2 separate regions of the Danio rerio genome follow, and region 2 is linked to region 1. Evidence: chromatin contacts called from public Hi-C data. All regions are on one chromosome and are shown on one strand. The core of a region is the stretch at or near the end of the contact, and the rest is flanking DNA. Distances in the headings are between cores, read along the strand shown.

Region 1 (4,795 bases), core at 276-2,775:
TTGAGCCTCGACTGAATCAGTTGGCATTTTTGTTCTTCTCCAGGTTTCCTCCTGGTGGTCCGGTTTTCCCCACAAGTCTAAAGACATGCTATAGGTGAATTGGGTAGGCTAAATTGTCCATAGTGTGTGTGAAAAAACGTGTATGGATGTTTCCCAGTGATGGGTTGCGGCTGGAAGGGCACCCGCTGAGCAAAACATATGCTGGATAAGTTGGCAGCTCATTCTGCTGTGGTGACCCCAGATTAATAAAGGGACTAAGCCGAAAAGAAAATAAATGAATGAATGAAATGTAATCAATTGTATTTTCTAAAGTTCTCTTTAAACGGATTATAATTGAGCATCTTTATGACATTTCATAATCAATTTGTTATAGACTTTGGAATGCAGGTAAATTAAATGGCTGAATGAACTGAGCAATATTCATATTAATGATAAACTTAAACATATTTTCAACACATGAAAGTTTCTTTTGAAACTTTTACAATGTGTGTGTGTGTGTGTGTGTGTGTGTGTGTGTGTGTGTGTGTGTGTGTGTGTGTGTGTATGTGTGTGTGTGTAGAAACTCACATTCACAGCGGATGCCCTTGATGCCCTTCCAGCTGCAACCCATCTCTGGGAAACATCCATACACACTCTTTCACACTCATACGCTACAGACAATTCAACCTATCCAACCTGTAGCGCATGTCTTTGGACTGTGGGGGAAACCAGAGCACCTGGAGGAAACCCACGCAAACGCAGGGAGAGCATGCAAACTCCACACAGAAACACCAACTGACCCAGCCAAGGCTCGAACTAGCGACCTTCTTGCTGTGAGGCGACAGCACTGCGCCACTGCATCACCCACTAATGATAATACAAATTTTATTTACAAATCTATTTTTAAATACGGTAAAATGGACTAGTAGTTCTTTTCTTTCTGTACAATGTACAGTTGAAGTCAGAATTATTAGCCCCCCTTTGATTTTGTTTTTATATTCTTTTTTTTAATATATTTCTTAAATGATGTTTAAAAGAGCAAGGGAATTTTTACTGTATGTCTGATATTTTTTTTTCTTCTGGAGAAAGTCTTTTTTGTTTTATTTCAGGTAGAATAAAAGCAGTTTTTAATTTTTTCTAAAACCATTTTAAGGTCAAAATTATTAGCCCCTAGAACAAACCATGGTTATACAATAATTACCATAACCTGCATAGTTAACCTAATTAACCTAGTTAAGCCTTTAAATTTCTCTTTAAGCTGTATAGAAGTGTCTTGAAAAATATCTAGTCAAATATTCTTTACTGTCATCATGACAAAGATAAAATAAATCAGTGATTAGAAATTAGTTATTAAAACTTATATTTAGAAATCTATTGAAAAAAATCTTTCTCCGTTAAAAAGAAATGGGGGGGGGGGGGGATAAACGGGGCTAATAATTTAGGGGGCTAATAATTCTGACTTCAACTGTACATGAACCATTGAAATTGCATATCCCGGTACAGTAGGCGGCGGTATACACATAAACAATTACACCATTTTTTTGTAAGGCTTGATAGGAGACTTGCAGTAACTCCGCTAGTGCAATAGATGGCAGTAAACTGTGTTCGACTGCAGTATTAAAGCAGCGAACAACGAATTCGAGTGAAGAAACATGGCACCGTAGAGCTCGATGTTTCTGCTAAAGTTTGAACAAACCCCCTTCTGCTGATTCTTTTTCTAAACTGTAGGATATATTTTACAAGCCTAATTAATAGTTAGTTTCCATGCAATATGTTTGTTGCGAAAAGCATCGCAGCGGATCATAAAGATCTGATTCACGATGTCTCCTACGACTTCCATGGACGGAGGATGGCGACCTGCTCCAGTGATCAGAGCGTCAAGGCAAGAAAACTAAAGTCGAATTCAGATTTTTTGCTTGTTCATTGTCCATAAACCCAATAAGCTGCCAATATAGACTCTATTCAAACAACCATAGTTTTTGAGAGACAACAATAGTCTTCTTCCAAGTTAAGTTACAGTTTCTGCAATAACGACATAATAACGTTGTTTACGGATTGTGAATATGTTTAAAGGTGTTTGTCTCTCTGTAAGCAGACTTATAAGCCATTTTCTACTTGTCGTTAATGCACACAGACATTTAAAGCTGATGTACAGCGGTTCTTTATCACATGTTTAAAACTGTCCCTCATTATAATTGTTTTTATTATTATACTGTTGTAGGTCTGGGATAAAGGTGATGATGGAGAATGGCACTGCACTGCTAGTTGGAAGGTATGAGCTGTTGTTTTGTATGTGCTTTAAAAGTATGAATTTTAGGTTTTAATATAGATTTGTTTGTCATATTTTGCAAAGATGCATATAACTCAAGCAAAAAGTGAAATCTAACTATTTGACCTATACGTTGACAGGTTGGTGTAAAAATAATCAGAAATTTCATACCTATATTTATTTACCCCTTTTAGAGTACTAATTGAAATGCTCATTATGATAAAAACTGGGCTTTCTGAACTTTTATGGTTAAAAAACATGCAATCAGTGCTTTTTCAAAGGTTTGAAATATACTTGCAGTTGTGGCTGGATTGAAACACTTTTTACCTTCAGCACATAAATAGTTGACTATAAGTGATAAACAAAACATAATTTGATTTTAACCATATTTTATTATTATCTGTTTTGAACTTTTCTTTTCAATGGGCTAAAGTAAAAAAAAAAACACTGTTGAAATAAATAAATAAAAACGTTAACTATTTCTCTTTTATGCTTTTTCCCTAATAAACACTATAAAAGCATTAGAGATGTATAAAATATGTAATATATCGACATCATCAAATTAATAAAATACACAGCAGAGCAGATGAGAAGTAAAAGACAGGAAAATTAATAAAAACAGAAAATATCTCTAAATAATTAAAATAGTTAGAATAAAACCTGTCGATTATATAGTTGATTACCCATTTCTAATGTTGTATAAATGTTCTGCAGCCAGTTTAGATGTAATTCCGTCCTCTGAGTATTTAGCAAAGTTTTTATGAGTCGTTGAGATAAAGGAATTAATAATTTAATATTTCTCTTGCGGCTGTTTGCATAAAATAACAGTTTAGAAAACGAAAGCAAAACCAATTTCCGGACATTTTAGTAGATCTAGAAATCCCGGCCGGTCGCAAAAAGGTACATGTCTCTGTTGGTCTGCAGAGCACATGAGACTACTTTTCAACTACTTAATCATTCGTGAATTTTTGTTTATATTATAAAATATACAAAATAAATGTGTCACTAAATATTAGGGTTGGGCATCTAAGCTATAATGCCGATCCGATACGCATCTCGATACAAAGAATACGATCTGATATATTAGCGATACATTTGTGACATTGCGATGCAACACGATACGATTTACACCCATATCACGATACAATGCGATAATTCAGCACTAACTAATTAGTTCAAGTTTATGAGATGATGTGAAAGAGGATGCTGTGCCATTGAATGAGTTTGATTGATTATTTATTAACCAAGCAAAACCAAGACTTTTTTTTACAAACTGGCTTTTCTCTCAGAGCCAGAGTGTCAGTTTACAGTAGAGGGCCATTTTAGAACCTATAGCAAATATTATTTAAGTATTTTCAAGATAAACAGAATGTATAAGTGCAATATATATTAAAATATTTATATTTGCACTCTTTCAACATAAAGGTTGAGCATTGCACAACAAGAATTGTGATTTAACTTTTCAACTATGAAAACAAGTTTTACAAAGATATATTTTGCCACTGATTATTCAAAACTTAAGGTTGTGAACTAGCAGTGTTATGCTGCTTTGAAACATCACTTGCACTGTAAACAACAGGCTAATAAAAATATAACAAACCAGCAATCTTCTTGCTGTGAGGTGGTCAAACTACCCACTGTGCCACCGTGACACCCATTATTTTTATCATTATTATTATTAATATTATTATTATTATTATAATTAAATAAAAATTAACAGAAGGAGGTGTTCAAAACCTTCGTTCTCCGTGACACTAGGCTGAATATCTTTGCAGATGAACAGGGCCGGCACGTCCATAGAGGCGACCTAGGCGGCCGCCTAGGGCGGCAGTATAGAGAGGGCGGCGTCCGCAACACCCCCCCCCTTACCACCCGCATCCTCAGTTATGTCCGCGACACCTCCATCAGCGCCCGCTTGTCCTCAGTTATATCCGCGCATAGGGTGGCAGAATAGAGGTCCGCGACACCCGCGTCCTCAGTTATATCCGCGTATAGGGCGGAAGAATAGAGATCCGCGACACCCGCGCGTCCTCAGTTATATCCGCGCATAGGGCGGCAGAATAGAGGTCCACTGGAAGATGCTTTCACAACAACACCGAGGCGCCGCTTCAAGTGAGATTTCAGATTAGTCGTACTGCCCGCGTATTTTATAGATGCGCGGCACATTTTGCAAATTGCATCTGTCCTGTCATGTCGTCCATCCTTAAATCCATAATGTTGCCATACTTTAGATTTAAAACTCAGTGGGGAATAAAATGTTTGTTTTGCTTCTCGCGCTTTCTGAGGGCGCACCACTAGCTTCATCCGCACACCTGATACAGTTGTAGTGTAAGTGCACACATCCGCAAATCCGTTATCCGTTAAATTATGCGCCAAAAACAGGTTGACAACACTTGTTAATAAATAAAAAATACATTCTATATTAAAAATATAAGCTGTATCTTGGAAAAACCGATACATCTCGCAAAAACCGATGCATCTCGATTTGCTTCCAAAATTTCATTCATCCTCTGCTGCTCTACCGATGCACTCGCATCGTGCACGCGC
Region 2 (4,660 bases), core at 2,036-4,535, 240 kb after region 1:
AAGAGACACATTTATGTAAAATTTAAAAATCATAGGCTACTTATTCTGATCTGCATTTATTCAAATATATATTTAAAATAATATGTGAACAAGCAAAATATTTTTCATTCATTCATTTTCTTTTCAGCTTAGTCCCTTTATTATCAGGGGTCCCCACAGTGGAATGAACCACCAGCTTATACAGCATATGTTTTAAGCAGTGGATATCCTTCCAGCTGGAACCCATCCTTTATTATCAGGGGTCCCCACAGTGGAATGAACCACCAGCTTATACAGCATATGTTTTAAGCAGTGGATATCCTTCCAGCTGGAACCCATCACTGGGAAACATCCATACACTCTTGAAATCACACACATACACTGCTGACAATTTAGCTAATCCAATTCACTTAAACCTCATGTCTTTGGACTTGTGGGGGAAACCGGAGCACCTGGAGGAAACCCACGGCAACACATGGAAAACATGCAAACTCCACAAAAAATGTTAACTGGCACAGCCAATGTTTGAACCAGCGACCTTCTTGCTGTGAGGCGACATCACTACCTACTGCGCCACTCTACATTTAAATGTAAATCACTGCAAATTTCTGACTTTTTGGCAATTGCGCAAAACGCAGTGGTTTTAAATTTCGTGGCAAAGTATTAAGAATTAAAATTATAATGAATTAGTATTTTGTGGTTGCACTGCGAGTGTTAAATACATAAAAAATATGTCAATTTAACATTTGGAGAAATTATTTTTTTTTAAACTTTCTAAATCACACCATCCTCTGGTTTTTAATTTCTGCTTGACAATGGTGTTAATGAACACCTAATACAAAGACACTTAACAATTTTTCCCGTATCTATCAAACAGTTATTTTAAACATGTACAAACCTTTGGGCAGCACTGCACGTTTTTTAATTGATAATATGTATGGTATACAATTACAAAGTTGAACTGTAATTTATTTATTATTGACATTAGACAATTATGAATGCATATGAAGAATACATGACGTGAAATATGATATTGCAAATTAATAAACATCTTTAGTAACTAAAGAGCAAACACTTATTAATATTTTATAATGTGCTTTAAAGCATGCTTTCAACAGGGACACTGGTGATTTTATTTAACAAGTTAACAGACAAACCCTGTAGAAACCCAGCAAGCTTTTTCTGTTTTTAAAAGATTTCTTTGCTTAAACAAGGCTAAATTTGGGCTGTCAGTGAAAATCCAACAGACGTTTAAGAATAGGCCACATCTAGACTAATCATCAAATAAACAGATATGAATGACAACACATACTGTATATAGTCTGTCTAATCTGTCTATTTTTGGGCTATTCTTGGATGTTTATTACTGACAGCTCAAGTTAAGCCTTGTTTTAGCCAAGCTGTCTACGTTTAGATGTCTATTAAACACAAAATTGTTTGCTGAGAAAATTATAAACATCGGACATAATATCAGTATTTCCTACCTTCAATATGCCATCAATAAGGACGTCACTGGTCTTGGTTAAACAGCTGAAAAATGACAGAAATATATAAGCTGCACATTCTCAGAAGACCACTTATAAATAATACAACATGGACCGACTTCCTAAAATCAATTGCATAAAAAAAACTCCTGACAAAACTTGTGCTACGATGGTCACCAAACGTGAGTCAGCTAGCTTTGCTAAGTGGTGTCCACCTATCCGAACAGCTATACTGATCAAAGTTTCACTCGTTTTTAGTGTAAACAAACAGAAACGATGATCGGAAATATGTACAGCTACATACGTGAGAGCTGAGATCCAACATGATGTGATTTCGCCAACATAAACACATTTTATTCATGTCCCTTCTGTCATTCAGAGAATTCCTCAGCAGACGCAGCGACATGACACATGGTGACTGAGCTCGCAGTGTGTTGTGGGAAATATAGTTCAGCCGTGCTGCGAGAACAACTGTTGTATAAGAGGCCAAAGCTCTGTGGAACTATGTTTCCCACAATGCGTAACAATGTCGCGAGTGATTACCATTTGAACGTGTATATTGCAGCATTGTATTAAAATCCCCCAGATTCGACTTTTTACCTACATAATATTTATAAAAATTTGTAATTTTTCTCCATCCAAGCTCCCTATAAAACTTTAAATTTCATGAACAGGCTCCTTTTCTCATGGAAATTATTTTGACATCACAATGATAAATACAATACAAAAACAAAAGAAAAATTACAATTATTCAAAGAGAAGAGTTAAGGCTTCAGGATATTCTTTTTAATTCTCCAATAGATAAAATTAATTGGAAAAAAATGGCTCATACCTTACAAGTTTTGAGTTCCCAACAAAGTTAAAGAAATTACACTTTAAAGCGTTACACAACATCTACCCCACACAAACGAGATTGTATCTAAATTTTGTAATTCTAATTCAAATTGTGTATTTTGTAACTTGATTGATCATCTTTTTGTCAAAGGCCCACGTTAAAGTGTTTTGGTCTGATTTATCCATCTTTTTTTACATCAAAATGTAAGTTTAACATAATTTTTTTCATCTGTTACTTTTCTCATGACAAACATGACGTAGAACTTCGAGGCAATTTATTTATTTTATTGGGTAAATATTATATTCACAAATGTAAATTTTCTTCATCATTACCTAATTGGCAAGATTTTCTTTGTGACTTAAATAGTTTAATTGCTAATTTACAAAACAGTTTACAGCAAAAAAGTGTAAAAATGTTATAAGAACTTATTATTAAGTTATAAGAAAAATTATTTAATTTGATGGTTTGCCTCTGTACCCTGTTTTTTTATTATCTTATTTTATTATTATCGCTATTTATTTCTATATAGTTTTCCTTGTTTATTTTTGTACTTGATGTCAAAACGATTTGTGGTATATATATGATGGTTAATATGATTGTATTGTTAAAACACAATAAAAAAGTTGCATTTAACATTGTCATAACTATGAAAATAATGAAAATATAATTTTTATATGAAACAAACAATACTTTACATTGAATTATGGCTAGCGTAACCTTTCGTATGGGCTATAAAATTACACTGTGTATTTATGTAGTCAGTTTATCTCTGTTTTTATGATGTCGCACTTAACGTTAGGCTGTTTAGAATGACACTTCCATAAACTGAAAGTAAAAAGAGCAAAGTTAGAGGCTCTGAATTAAACTAGCTACACATAAAATGACAACAATGCTTGCACAATACATAATGCAGTGTATACATGAGTAACATGAGGATCGCTGCGCATGCCGGTCCTCTAAGCGGCGCTGTGTTCGTCCCTTCAAATAAAATACTGCAGTACAGCTCCGCGAAGAGCGCTGCTAGTGGATGCATGATGGCGCAAAACTCAAGTGAGTGAAGCAACATAGATTCAGTCTTCAGCGATCTGTCTGTCACATAATCATGCTGTCGAAAACATAAACTTTTAATATGACTTCTAATGTTTGTCTCATACTAAGTTCAAGCAGCCGGAGTCAGTCTCTTTGCTGCTGAAACACGTGTCGAGATAAACGCTTGACATGAGCTCTTGTTATCAACGCAACACTCACGCAGTGCAATTTAGTGTTCTATCAACTTAAACCTCTATATTCTGCGCATTTCTTTATATTATGTTTCCCCATGTGGTAATTTGCGCTGTTTTATAGACGAATTCAAACTGTAAAGCATAGATGCTAATTCTCTGTGTGTTCAAAGGATTGTTCGAGATGGACAGTCCGTATGCTGATGCTAAGGTCGATAAGGACAGCATAGGATCATCTTTTGATAGTTCACAGACTTCAACTTCATCATCCTCCTCATCAGTGAAGAGACGGCGGGACGGTGATGAAGAGGATGACGATCACTCCCCCAGTAAAAAGCTGGTTAGTTCATGTTTCCTTTATATGTTAGTACTGAGCTTTATAGTTGGTTTTAAAATGTTTTTTTTGTGATCTTGGTCATCATGGTTTTCATTATTTGTCAGAAATAAACTGTGAGGCACAGAAGTAGAGTTTATTTCATTGGAACGTGACTTTTAAAAGTAATGCTTAACCCTATTGATTTCTCTATAAAACGTAACTAATTGCGTTACTTAATTGCTATTTGTGGAGAGGAATGCATTATAAAACCTGCAAAACCCCTTCACTGAGAAGTATAACACTGACAAGATACTTGATCTGAGCATGACTGATGCTAATGTTTTGTTATGCAGATGAACAACAACAAAAAGTGTATTAAAAATTACATTTGAGTGATGCTGCTTTAAATGAAGAATATACAATCACTAGCCAGTCTTAAACTATACTATTCAGGGGCATTATTTGACAATGGTCTTTTATTAGCAAATAATAACGTTTGTAGCTATACACATATTTTATGTTGTGTTTCAATTGATGTTTAATTATTTATGCGATTCAGAATACTATATAAACATGGTTTCCGCTACATTCAGTCTTCCATGGCGGGACGCCACACCAAAATTCATCCTGTCAGTGTTACATTACAGCTTCTTATTCAAAACATTCAGTCATTGCTGTTGTTGTTTTTTAATAGCAAGTTATAATCGCACCAAAACGAATTAAAAGGTTAGTGAATTATAACAGCGCAAATTTTTCTGTAACCGTAGTTGTGCTTTGCGTTATTTGGTTAACTCTATAAGGTGACATACTGACTGACTGACAGGTG

The links. A called contact is a pair of places that touch in the nucleus more often than the background predicts.
Region 2: a Hi-C map of hematopoietic stem cells shows a contact between it and region 1, with 4 times the contacts expected there. The contact joins the promoter of rnmt here to the promoter of seh1l in region 1. A contact is called at or near these places in 1 of 18 Hi-C or Micro-C datasets (hematopoietic stem cells) and 2 of 4 datasets of contacts at active chromatin or transcription factors (caudal fin and embryo).

What each region holds. Positions count from the first base shown.
Region 1 is chr19:13,509,721-13,514,515 of GRCz12tu, forward strand. It overlaps seh1l (SEH1-like (S. cerevisiae)), which reads left to right and starts at 1,526. Exons shown (of 9, transcript NM_199923.2): 1 at 1,526-1,861; 2 at 2,201-2,251. The coding sequence starts at 1,751.
Region 2 is chr19:13,752,475-13,757,134 of GRCz12tu, forward strand. It overlaps rnmt (RNA (guanine-7-) methyltransferase), which reads left to right and starts at 3,286. Exons shown (of 11, transcript NM_001045000.1): 1 at 3,286-3,348; 2 at 3,692-3,858. The coding sequence starts at 3,330. fam210aa (family with sequence similarity 210 member Aa) reads right to left here and starts at 1,883. Exons shown (of 5, transcript NM_001044994.2): 1 at 1,768-1,883; 2 at 1,464-1,509.